Regions from separate parts of the Gasterosteus aculeatus genome. Here region 1 is linked to region 2. The links are chromatin contacts, called in public Hi-C maps. All regions are on one chromosome and are shown on one strand. Each heading gives the region's core, a stretch centred on a gene start, on an enhancer-like site or on the middle of the called end of the contact. The rest is flanking DNA. Distances are from core to core; before and after follow the strand shown. Region 1 has its middle 16 kb from the start of nrp2a. Region 2 overlaps nrp2a (neuropilin 2a).

Region 1 (2,700 bases), core at 131-2,630, 47 kb before region 2:
CATGCGTGAAACATGGGAGGCGTTCCTCCAAACACGGACAACGAACACGTGACGGGTCGGATCTGGTGCAGTGGAACCACTTCTCTATAAATCACTTTAGGTTAGTTGTGTTCGACTCGATGAGCCAGCGACTCTTGTGATGATGCAACTGTCCCGAAGGTCCTCCGGGGGGGGGGGGTGCCACAAACGCCCCTCATCCGGCAGCTGTCCCATTCATCTCGTAGTGATGACTGGCCGTGTTTAGAGATTCATCTCCAGCACAGATAATGTGCCCCCCTCCCCTTTCTGGTTTCCCTATTGGCCTGCTTGTCGCATGCTTTCAAGCAGCTGTTAGGGGGGGCACCGTGATACCCCTTCAGCCTCACACTTCCTTTTCCGCTTGCCGCTGCAGGACTCTTAGTATTCAAGCCGCATGGCAAACAAAACAATGTTATTGGACGATTCTCCAAAAGGGCAGATGAGCTCCGGCTTCCATGTCGTTGAGTCGCCACCACACGCGCTACAAACTAATTGTCAATTGAACTTAAAAACCATCTATCAAAGGGTACAAATTGTAAGACCCAGGCCAAACAACCCGTTCCTACCATTGTGCCGGATGGAAGCGAGGTCATGTATCAATCTTATATCAGCTGACAAGTAGGGCCATTTTTCTCAAAGACTTATTTTTGCAACCTCGGCCTCCCTCTTCAGGCCCGGAGGTTGGCGGCCGGTCAGGTTCCGTCGCAGTGGGACTATTACGGGGGGAAGTTTTAATTGCTTCCTGGTGACGGCGTGCGTGCGTGCGTGCGTGCGTGCCCGCCTCCTCGCGGCAACCGCGTCCACTGAGGAGTGAGGTAAGTGGTGAACCTCGGATACCGAACAGCGAGCGATCGCTGGACAGCCCCCGCCGCCATGAGGTCAGACCAACGTTGTGTTGCCTCGATTGCATGGTCTGAAGACCCCCCCCCCCCCTCTCCCCCCTCCAGCGAGGCATATTGACGCGGCGTGAGGAGGTTAAGCCGGCGGTTTAGTGTCCGCGGGGCCGTGACATTCTGACTGGCCAGCCTGTAATTGACTCGTCGGTGTGTATCGGTTCAACCGCGCCTCACTTGCTCCGCCTGCGTCTGGGGGATTTTGGGGGGGGGGAGGCCGTGATTGACAAGCTACAACTAATGCGCCCGCAATTTGGATCACGCCGGGCGTTTCTTCTGCTCTGGCTATTTTTCGCCCACGTTTGATTTACATGCTTTTGGTATTTCTCACACTTGTTTGGTTTCCATCTGCCTATCGGCGGCGGCGATCTCAGGTTCCATCTTCCTGGGGTCGCACCCGGGCCTTCCTCCCCTCGGATCCGCGGTGTCAGCTCACGTTAGCCGAGCGGCGCTAAAGTCCCAGCGCTCAGGGGAGCGAGAGCGTCGGGGGAGGGGGGGGTGTCGGTTACTGTGGAAAGTTGGCCGCTCATGCTGCGGGCGTGCCGTCCGGCCTCTGGCTTGGTTTCAGCTGTCTACTCCTGTACGTGCACACACACACACACACACACACACACACACACACACATACACGGACTATATGTCCGGCCTCCCCAGTGACTGGACCCCAGTACAGAAGCATAATCTATTTAAGGCCACTAACTCTGCGGATTAGATCAAGATTCGGCCCCATATTGGCGAGTCTGGCACAGGACTTTGCTCTAATTTATTCCTGACATGTCGCTCACACACACACACACACACACACACACACACACAGAGTCCCTGCTGAATAATGTGATCTCACTCACACCCAGATGTGGTCACGCGTACAGTACAAATGGAGCACTTTAATTTAATTACATTTTTTAAAGGTTTTCCCTTTCACAGCGACATTTACATCATTTGGAAAAATCTACCCCGTCTCATATTAGATGACTGCTGGCAGCAAAGTAAAGCAGATTACAGGTTATTATTAGCACCATGAGACATATTAACACCTTTCCCTTTCGAGAAGGAATGGTACGGAGAATGGCTGTGTCTGAACACCGTTCAAGGTCGTAAAGCTGGCTAAATAAGAACACACATTTATCTCCGTTTCGGCCTCTTGTTGCTTTTCTTTTCCTGGATGTAGATCTGAAAACACCACAGTGGCCATGATGAAAACGGAGTTTCGGGAAAATGATGGCGTCAGCTTGCTCGGTCGCACGGCCGCAGTGGGAAATATTAAAACCAGCTCGAGGTGAGTGTTGGTGCGCTCACACACACACACACACAGCGAGCACACACTTTTTCAACATTAAGACCGACTGTCCTCACATTCTGTGATGCTTCCCGATTTCTGTCACAAAATAATCCAAACCCACTTCAGCTTCCCACGCGCCAAGATCCCCGTCTTCCCACAGAGGGGAAGTCCGGCGTTTTGCTATTCTGCTTCCAGTTTTTATTTGCTTCCAGCGTGGAAAAAGCTCTGCGGAGTACTTAGAGTTGCAAATGTTAGAATAATGAGGCGAGCCTGTAAATAATGAAACAAAGGGTGTAGAGCATCAATTAAGAGCCATTTACTGCCTCGCATCCATCTTGTCTCCACCCGCGCGTGATTTCAGATGTGTTTTTGTGCGTGTTTTTGTGCGCCGTACGCTCCGTGCTGAAAACACATTAATCAACTTGTGAAACATCACGGCCTCCTCTGATACAAAAATGAGCCGTCCGGAACCACATTGATGACATTGTCTCCGTAATTGCTCTTTGA
Region 2 (2,700 bases), core at 151-2,650:
TCCTCGCCCTCTGCGCTTTCCTCTCCAGATGCTCCGTGTTCGGACCTGCAGGGCCTGCTGTCCGGCCTTCTCCTCGACGCCCAGATCTCCGCCTCCTCCACCAGGGACATGGTGTGGAACCCGGGGACCGCCCGCCTGGTGGCCAGTCGCTCGGGCTGGTTCCCAGCTGCCGCGCAGCCTCTGGCTGGAGAGGAGTGGCTCCAAGTAAGGAGGGGTTGTTTTTGTGTCGTTGCAGTTCTCTTTTCCGGTGCCATTGGATCATGTTTGGTGCCAGATTTGCTAGACAACAGTCTTGCTGTTGTGTCAGTTATTTTGGAGGGTTAAAGTTAGTCAATTGTTATCATTTACACAGTGAAAATGTCATGTTGTTTCAATAAGTAGTACTCCGAATGCCAAAGGCGAGCCTGCTGAAACAAGAAGCCCGGCTGCAATAGAGCATGCGTTGTTTTGTGTAAAGCACATTGGTCCACCGCGCGTTTATCTGAATCTGATCTCCGCAGGTGGACCTCGGCGTGCCTACGACGGTGCGCGGCGTGATCACCCAGGGAGCGAGGGGAGGAGACGCGGGAAGCGGGGCGACCACGGATAACCGGGCGTTTGTCAGGAAGTACAAAGTGGCCCACAGCCTGAACGGGAAGGAGTGGAACTTCATCATGGACTTCAAGACCAGCCTGCCAAAGGTGGGTGGAGGAAGAGAGTGACGCGTTTGCAAATGACCCTCCACCACGTTGCGGACGAATCACCATGACGACGTTGTCGCTTGTGTATTCCTTTGTGACAGATTTTCGAGGGGAACACACACTTCGACACCCCAGAGCTGCGGCATTTTGACGAGATAGTGTCCCAGTATATCAGGCTGTATCCGGAGCGGTGGTCTCCAGCAGGGATCGGGATGAGAGTCGAGATACTTGGCTGTGACATTCCAGGTAGGACCTTCCCCGCTGCGTGGGTGGCAGGGAATCATTTCATATATGGGAACGTCGGGCCCCCGCTGTAATTGACTGAACTCATTGGACCTTGAGGAAGGTGTAAAAGCGAGGGAACCGCATTGGGATATGCATGAGAGTCATAGGAGTCTGCCAGAAGTGAAGAGACTGCAGAAGGTGCACAGATCGATCCAAAAAAGTTTTGAGAGATTGTCTCACCTGGAGTGCCCGCATCGACAGGGAGTGGACAGGGTTCGGCTTGAAGGAATGCGCCCCCAGAGAGCGAGCGAGAGAGAGAGAGAGGGGGGATCATTTGGTTTGTTCACTTTCCAGTGTGGTCTGTTCTCCAGATGTGAGGTAGGAGCTGAGAAACACACACACATATTCAGCCGATCGGGTATCACATGGAGTCCTTGCAACTCCCTCTGTGCCTGAAAAGGATGACTGTATATCTGTACAGCACAACATGTTCAGCATACACAGAAACACATTTGCTCTCCTGACAATCACACACACACACACACACACAAACCGCTGTACAGTAATCACATAACTATAAATGCAAATGATCCGTCGTTGAGGTGATTTGTATGTCAGCACGTGTGTGTGTGCGCTGATAAAGTGCACTACTCTGTAGTCAAAGAGAGATTAATTATTCAGGCCACTACCAGGAACTTTGCTTTGACTTTGGCGGTCCCTGTGGACAAAAGGGGTAGTGTTTCACGGTACCAGTAGATTTAGTGTGATTTCACTGGAATTAACTGTGAAGAGATAGACGATCTTCTCGCTTCTCGATCTCGCTTGCTTATGTGGGTGATATAAGAGTCGTGAGTATTAAATTGATTTTGTGTCATAAGCAGTCAAAGGTTCCACAGCAATTTAGAGAAGAGCACATTATCATTATTGCAACTCGTGTGGATATCAGGCTCTGAAAAGATGTAGAAAATAATCCGTCTGGTCATGATGGAGCACAAATCTGCTTGAATTCACATGCGCATGAAGTAGTGTTTAATTTTGCTCTGCACTGAAAGGTGGAAAGTGAACAACGGAAACACAAACCCCCACGGCAAGGGATTACCACTTTTTGCATAGGGGTGATTTTTATCAGATGGCGTGGGGGATTTGAGGGGAAACACGTAAAAGAAAACTGCTGCTGAGGGTCACACATTGTTCACAGGCCTCCGAAACTCAGCAGGAATAGTGAACTACTGCTGACAACCTACAAATCATTCACTTCCTTTAAAACTCACACTATTCACATCTTACTTTTTCTGCTCCCTGTTGAATTTGCTCTCATTTATATAAAGTGAGAACTCTTCTTTTTTTTTTTCTTTATCCCAAATCTTGCTCGGTGTAAAATAAGCAAATTAAATAGCAGCAGCTACCACAGTAAGGCTGGCCTTCCTCCCGATTTCCTACACATGGTTGCTGTTGTTTCTTTTCCCACCCCGAGGCCCAGTGCGTGGGTCTGTAAATGTTTCTTGTTCATTTTCCTTTGTTACCACGTCTCCTCTCTTCGCATCCTCCCCCGTTCCTCATATGCTGTTGGTTTCCCCATGGTGACGCACAGCTATCGCTCTCGCGCACACACATTCACAGCATTCAAAGTGAATGATTTTTCAGGCTTGAAAAAAATCTAAATGTATCAGCTCGGGAAGGAAATTTTAGAGACATCTGTAAAAATATATATGTATCATATCTCCTTTTTTTGGATGGGTCCTTTGAGTCAGGAGCACTGAGTTGTAGGTCACATATGCACATCTCAGGGGTCTCA

Evidence for each region. A called contact is a pair of places that touch in the nucleus more often than the background predicts.
Region 1: a contact with region 2 is called in a Hi-C map of skeletal muscle, with 4 times the contacts expected there. The contact joins two enhancer-like sites.

Annotation. Positions count from the first base shown.
Region 1 is chr1:23,988,406-23,991,105 of fGasAcu3.hap1.1, reverse strand. No RefSeq gene overlaps it. Among protein-coding and RNA genes, the nearest start is that of nrp2a, 16 kb to the right of the region's middle. Within about 2 kb of position 1,380, at least 1 of the 9 cell types and tissues checked has open chromatin away from gene starts, as enhancers often do.
Region 2 is chr1:23,941,386-23,944,085 of fGasAcu3.hap1.1, reverse strand. nrp2a (neuropilin 2a) reads left to right here. Exons shown (of 18, transcript XM_078091359.1): 8 at 1-204; 9 at 501-680; 10 at 782-926. Among protein-coding and RNA genes, the nearest start is that of abcb6a, 28 kb to the right of the region's middle. Within about 2 kb of position 1,400, at least 5 of the 9 cell types and tissues checked have open chromatin away from gene starts, as enhancers often do.